Regions from separate parts of the Mus musculus genome. Here region 1 is linked to region 2. A link is a contact called in public promoter capture Hi-C data. All regions are on one chromosome and are shown on one strand. The core of a region is the stretch at or near the end of the contact, and the rest is flanking DNA. Distances in the headings are between cores, read along the strand shown. Region 1 has its middle 5.2 kb from the start of Acaca. Region 2 holds the start of Mmp28 (matrix metallopeptidase 28 (epilysin)).

The links. Promoter capture Hi-C pulls out the DNA fragments that hold promoters and counts their contacts.
Region 1: a contact with region 2 is called in a promoter capture Hi-C map of the C10 cell line, with 2.4 times the contacts expected there. The contact joins the enhancer-like site here to the promoter of Mmp28 in region 2. A contact is called at or near these places in 3 of 39 promoter capture datasets (the C10 cell line, cranial neural crest and pre-B cells) and 4 of 115 datasets of contacts at active chromatin or transcription factors (bone marrow-derived macrophages, large pre-B cells, pancreatic cancer cells and 1 more).

The regions. Positions count from the first base shown.
Region 1 is chr11:84,188,313-84,192,083 of GRCm38.p6, forward strand. It overlaps a transcript of Acaca not described here. Among named protein-coding and RNA genes, the nearest start is that of Acaca, 5.2 kb to the right of the region's middle. Within about 2 kb of position 1,264, at least 6 of the 459 cell types and tissues checked have an H3K27ac peak or open chromatin away from gene starts, as enhancers often do.
Region 2 is chr11:83,461,499-83,464,884 of GRCm38.p6, forward strand. Mmp28 (matrix metallopeptidase 28 (epilysin)) reads right to left here and starts at 1,542. Exons shown (of 8, transcript NM_001320300.1): 1 at 1,250-1,542. The coding sequence starts at 1,360.

The DNA of each region.
Region 1 (3,771 bases), core at 14-2,513, 730 kb after region 2:
TTTTAACATTTTGTCACATTTGCTTTACTGCTCTCCTATTATTATGTGTATGTATTATTTTTTTATGAGTCATTTCAAACTAAGCTGAAGAACTCATACATACTTCTGCTTATTTCTTTTAATAATTAGGACATTTTCTGGTTCAAGTTCACTCACTTATGCTACCCCCTCATTTAACATAAATGTAAAAATATGTGATTTATATTTCCATTTAATATTTCTTACTCATCTCCTTACTTACTCAATACCTTTTCCTTTTTCCTTTTTTTTTTTTTGGAGATGGGAGCTATCCTGAAACTTAACACATAGATCAAGTTAGCCTCAAACTCACAGCAATCTATGCCTGCCTCTGCCTCCTGAGTAGTGAGATTAAAGGTGCGCGTCACAAGGCTTTTTTTTCTGGGCTTTTTTTTTTTTTTAAAAAGTGAGATAGTGTCTAACTGTACTCAGACTTTGAACTCACTGTGTTGTCTTGCCTCGGCTTCATGAGTAGCTGAGATTAAAAGCCTGCCACAGCTGGCCCACCAGCATCCTGAATCTTGACTATTTGCATGAAGACACTTTTTTTCCTCTCTGGAAGTTTATCAGATCTTCTCTTGTGTTCTTTTTGTGATAGGTACTCTATGGACACACACACTCTCCCTGTCTCTCTCTTTCTGTCTCTGTCTCTGTCTCTCTGTCTTTCTCTTTTCCTATCTGGGGATTGAACCCAGGGCTTCATGGATACTAGGCAAGGACTCTACCATAGATCTACTCATACAGCTTATTAGCGACCCGTCTTAATTTGAAAGTCATGCCCTCTCATACGGGGAAGTTTTTAATTGAATTGTATTATTATTATTACTATTATTATTATTTGCCCTTGATTTTGTTCTTTTGGGAGCTGTTTTTCATAATTGGGCCTTTTTAGTAGGCTCTTTAACTTTCTTTGTTTCTTATTGTTTATCTCCTTAACTTTTTCTGATTCATGAGTACATTTCCATAGTTGTATCTTTTATCTTTTTGTAGTAAGTATTTTTATTGCTGCAATTATATTTTTAACTTTAAGTTTTAAAAATATTCATGTATTTTGTCAGGGAGTGTTATGATCCACAGATATGTTTTTACTGCTTTTTTTTAATTAAAAAATCTTTCTTACTACTTATTTATTTATTTTTTTTGTTTTTAAGCTTTAAGAATTATTTCTGGGCCAGTGAGATGGCTCAGTAGTGGGTAAGGGCACTTTCTGGCCAAGCCTGAGTGTTTGAGTTTCAACCCCAGGACTCAAGTGGTGGGAGGAGGATCAGACTCCCTCAGGTTGTCTTTTAACTTACACACACACACACACACTTGTATATGGACACAGACAAATAAATGAACAAACTGTAACAAGTAATATTCATCTTTAAATGTAAACTTAAATATGAGATCACTCACTCGAGCCCACAAAATTGAGATCAGCCTTTGTAACAATGAGATACTGTAGTAAAAAATAAAAGAAATTATTTCTAGGTTTTTTTTCTTTGTATTTTTTTTTTCTGAGACAGAGACTTTTTGTGTAGTCAAGGCTAGCCCTGAACTTGATGTGAGCCTCCTGGAATCACAGGCCTGTGCCAACACATGTATATATTTGTTATTTTTAGTATTTCTTTTAAAAGTATACCATTTGTGTTTTGCATATGTAATATTCTCTCTTAGATGCCTTAGGATAGCAATGATAGCTCTTTAGATTTTGACTTTTTTAGGTAGTAATTTTAGACTTAAAGAAAAGTTGAGTGGGAATATTCCACAGAGAGCTCTGCACACTTTTGACTAAGCTTCACTCAGTACGGACATCTCACATGGTCACAGTACCTTTATCAAACCTAAGAAGTTAACATTGGATATTGCGTGTGCTTACTGACAGGACATTTACCCAGCCTCTGGAGGCTTTGGGTTGCTCAGTCCCAACACACACACACACACACACACACACACACACACACACACACACACACACACACAAGAAGCAGTAGAAATTCTCATTAGAGAGTATTGTTTGCTGCAGACATTTTTCAGACTTTACCCCTCTACCCACATAGGGTTTTCCTGTCAGGTAGCTCAATCATGGTACTGCTTTGAGTGTGGTGGTTATGTACTTTCTCTGTGAAAGTTTTTAACCTTTCTCAGTGACTTTCAAGTTTGAAGACTGTCCTTCAATTTGAATTGGTCTAGTATTTTCTCATGGACTGACTAGGGTTTTGTGACTGGAGGGAGTAAACACAGAAGTGGAATTGAGCCCTTCTATCTTTCTATTTTATCCCCATAGTTATATTTTGTTTTTCATACTCTTTGGTTATGTGGTTTTTGACTTTACAAGTGGTTATTTGTTCTTGATTCTTTCATTTGGATACTTTTTCAGACATCTGGTAATAATAATACTTAGTTGCCTGCTTGTATTTTAGAAGGTGGATGGAAGAGGTGATGAGAGCTTGTGACAGTTTGGGCCTTACTGACTGTTAGCTGCATCGAAGGACCATCTGGTGGGAAACTTAGGCACCTCAGTGTTGCAAGCTTAAGGTCCCTGCATTCTCTAACACCTCCATCCTACCCAACCCCAGTGTTTCAGCTGTTCAGAGTCTACAAAAGCTCCTGTGAGGTCTTACTATGTTTACTTCATGTACCCAGCTTTAGTGTGGTAAGGGTACCTTTTCCTCTTGTTGGTATTCTCCAGCCTGGAACCTGACCCTTGCTGGAGAGCGAGCCGTAGCCTTTGGTCCGGCTGGTAGCCGGCCTCCGTAGCCTTTGGTCCGGCTGGTTGCTGGCCTCCTGAGATTCGGGGAAGTGGAAATGATCAGAAGCTTCTGAAACAAGCTCAGCTGGTCCTTGCTTTACTTAGTTCCTTCATGTGCATAGGTGAAATGCTTTGGAGATTCTGTGTGACTTTTGGCTTTGTGGGTTTACCTAGTTACTTAGTACTTTTCCTGCTTTCCCAGAATATATCTGGCTGTTTGTAGATATTGAACCAAAAACTAAATTTCTTAATTTTTTATACATTTACTGTGTGTGTCTGTGTCTGTGTCTGTGAGGGAGTGGGGGAGAGAAGACATACATACCTCACATATGGGGGGGGGGGGAATTGAGCTTACATATGTGGAAGTCAACTTTCAGGAGTCCTTTTATTTTGTGGAACTCAGATCTTCAGACTTGGTGGCAAGTACATTTTACTGAGCCATCTAACCTCCTACCAACAACTAAATCCTATTTTTTTCTTTAAAAAAAGGTTAGCTATTTTATTAGGGTTTGTGCTTGTGTAAGCCATAGCATACCTGTGGAGGTCAGAGGACAACTTGCTATGTGGATTCTGGGATTTAATTTAGATTGCCAGATTTTGTATAAGTCATCTTTTTTATGTTTTAGAAAAGGTCTCATGTGGCCCAGGCTGGTTGGGAATTGACCATCCTTCTACCTTAGACTTTCAGACACTAGTATTATCAACTGAATTTAAAATTAAAATATCTAGGGTAGGGTCAATATTATCAAAGCATGTTGTATGAAACGCCCAAAAGAACCAATCTTTAAAAATCTGGGGCTAGAGAGGTGGCTCATCAGTTATTAGCATTGGCTACTCTTTCAAGTGACCCTGGTTCTATTTCTGTGACTCCAGTTCTAGGAAATCCAATGCCCCCTTCTGGCCTCCATGGGTACCAGGCAGACATGGAGGCAAAACACTCAGACACATAAAAATAAAAGTAATTGAGATACCTGTGTCCCCTCCAACTGCAGATCTGATTTGGTAGATGTGGAGTGAAT
Region 2 (3,386 bases), core at 292-2,791:
CACACCCGGCGCATGTATACTTTTAAAACTTTTTTTTTTGCCCAAAGCTTAAAATCCCCTTCCCCCAATTTATGTTAAACAGATCAAAAGGGACTCAGTCTGCTAGATACTAAGTTTCCCAAGCACACCCCAAGATGAAATTCTCACCATCTGGGGCCACCACAGGCATGGGCAGCAGAGATACGGTCTCTGTTCCTCTGCCAGGGATTGCCTAAGGGGAAGCGGGGTGGGACTCATAGCAAGACTTGGCTTTGTAGGCAGAAGCCTTCCCTGGGACCTTAGGACTCTTGATGCTGTAAGAGTAAATCCAGAGAGACAAGCGAATCCTTATATGTGAAAGGGGAGCGTTGCCTCCTCTATTGCAAAGGGAGAGCTGAATGAGCCCGAGAGGATTACCTGTCAAGACAAGGTCGTTTCCAGATATTCCCCAGCAGTGATGGGAGCTAGTGAAAATAGGAGAAGCAGGGCAGGGGAGCAAGTCTGGGCACAGAAGCTGGACTCAAATGTTGAAAGCTTATTCCCGTCTCTTCTTACAATAGTGGATGGAGACCTAGGTCCTATTCTTGAGAAAAGAAACAGATGCTTCTTGGTGTGTCTGTCTGTCTGTCTATCTGTGTGTGTATGCGCACACACGTGAAATTGTTGCTAGTGCAATCACAAAGTAGAAAACACACCCTTTACACCAACCTCACTTCACCTCACAAAGGTTCCACTGTGCTACCCGCGCCAAGCAGAACCGAGGAAAATGAAATGAGAAATCTTTTGAGGTTCACCTGTCTCTTCCTCTTTTCTCACTTTTAGTCCAAAACCACTATTTAAAGCTCCCTAATACTCGCCTCTGCAGTCCCATGTGACAGATCGAACTAGTTTTGAGCAGTTTAAAAGGCTTGCTTTCAATAAGTAGGAAAGTGCAAGCCAGGAGGCCACAGTCACTCTGGTCAGTCAGCAGTACCCTCTGCAAGGCACTCAAGGTGTGGAGACATTTGATCGGTGAGCAGCTTGTCACCTCAGCTTAGCGGTGAAGGTGGGGTTCTCTCCGGGCTCTAGCCTGCCCGTCCTGTCTGGTAGCTGTGTCCTGACCCTGCTAGTTAATGCGGGATTGCAGGCCTGTGTAGTCCCAACAACTCTGGCTTAGGGAGTAACTCTGTCCTGTCTCTTTCTTTGTAAGCTGTCAGGGCAAAGGGACACAAATGGTCGCTCAGAGGGGACCGCGGGTGATGTCCCCCTCTCCGCCAGGCACACCCGGTACCTCTGCCTCCTGGCGCAGCTCCGGGAGTCCGTGCTGGGTGGGCTGTGCGTCCTGGCAGCCCCACAGCAGCAGCGGCAGGGCGCGCAGCAGGAGACTCACGCCAGCCACCATCGCAGCGAGCTGCTGGGGGGTGGTGGTCAGCTGTGCCCGACTCCCACGGATGCCAGTTCGTCGCGGCCCGCGTGCGGACCCACCAGGTCCCCAGGGTCCCTAGCGCCTGGTTCCACCGCCGCCCGAGGTTGTCCGGCACCCGCGATGCCTGCCTGTGGGTCAGTCAACCGGAGGACCGAGGGGGCGGAGAGGGGCGGGAGTGCCGGCCGCCGCCCCACCCACCAACCCGGCTGCCAGCCCTAGCCTCTTCCGCCAGCGGTGTAGCCGCTCCCGGCTCCTGCCGCAACTCTGTGCTTGGTTCCAGTTTCCCAAAAAGGGCGCGGGAGGATAGGACTCCTAGTCCTTCAGTTATTTAAGACTTTGGTAAAGAGGGGTCCTGGCCTATTGAGGCCTATTTCAGTCAAGCGAGGGGCAAGACACTTGACTGCGGGAAGAGAAGCCAGGACTGGGGTCAGGGAGCTGGGGCTTGAGTTTGAGAAGGGCTCCTTTGGAAATGCTCTGAGTCAAATGCTCTGCGACCCAGCCACCAGAAAGCTGTGTGGTCTTGTCACCTTTTCTGAACCTCTTATCACGGGAAAATGGGGATAATACATACATACATAGATTTTGGCGTTTGAGGGAAGATTCAATGAGATCATGCCTGTACATTAGTAAGCTTGCATGATGCCTGGTATCAGTCAGAACACAAACAGCAGGGCTCAGTGGTGCCACCCATGGTAAAGGATCATCGACTTCAAGTGTCGATGATCTTCATCAGTAGGAGAGTATCTGGCATTTAGTTCCCAGAACAGTATGAACATGAAGGGCACACAGAGCAAAAGACTGTATAGCCTATACAGTGTGTAAGAACAGAGTGGAAAGACTTCTCTGACAGCCTTTGCTCCACACATACTGAGCAAAAGTGTTATCTTGGAGAGTGAGCACAGGTTGCTATCTCAGTCCACTCATATGTAAAATGCAAATGAACCCAGGACATTTGGACTTCATCTTTCTGGGGTCGGATGAGGGTTGTAAAAATAATCTGAACTCTATTAAACGCTAAACAAAAAAAAGTAATGCAGTGTTATAACCCGAGGCTCAGGGCCTCAACTACCCTCAAAGTCTTGTGCTATTAGAAAGACGCTACTGGGGTAGAGGAATTGGAAAAAATTCTTTGCCTACACATCCCCATCTTTATAAACAGGCGTTCCCTGCGGCAATAATTGGAAACAGCACCCTCTTCCCCCATAGCTTCCAACTAACCAATGAAAAGGGGGCACCCATCTCTGGGGAGAAAGACCAATGAGAAAAAGCCACCCTTCCCTTGGGCAGACAATCCCTGTGCCAGAGGCGGCTGGGAGCAGAATTGGAGATGGGTTTGCTTAACTATGCAGTGGGGGAGTCTCCTCAGAAGTGATGCCTGGAGCTTGAGCTTTGTCCTCTGAGAGCTTTCAGTCTACCTACATGGCCTACAATGTAAATTCTCAGTAGGAACAAGACAAAATGTGGACAAGCTTTGGTGGCCCATAGAAGAGATTCTGAAGGAGAGTGGGAGGGAGTTACTAGAGATAGCCAATAAAAGTACAGTCCTCAACTAAACTTCAGAATCACATTAACAGTTGTCCAACATGGGTGGATGTCATATGGTGTGTGGGACAGGCATACTAGACGTGATCAATTGAGACAAAGTTCAGCTGGGCATCTTATAATTTAGCTGGCAACTTTAGGGTATGTATATGAGTTATGGATATGGCAAGCACATGGTAGCCTTGCCTAATGGGTGGATTTTAACAGGCTCAAAAACACAGGCTCAGGGAGCTTTGGGCAAGTGTCAGTAAGGGATTCCTATCTGAGAGGAGACTCCAAGCTGAAGTCCAATCTGGGCTTGCCAATTCTTTCTCCAGTTAGATTCTCTCCATCTTCTCTGGCACATCTCAGAGAGTCCATTTCGGTTACGCTAATAAGAAAGGGGGAGAGGGAGCGGTGGGTCTCTAGATTACTAGGCATCTGGAAGAATGCAGGCATGGATTTCTATGAATGCCCGGTT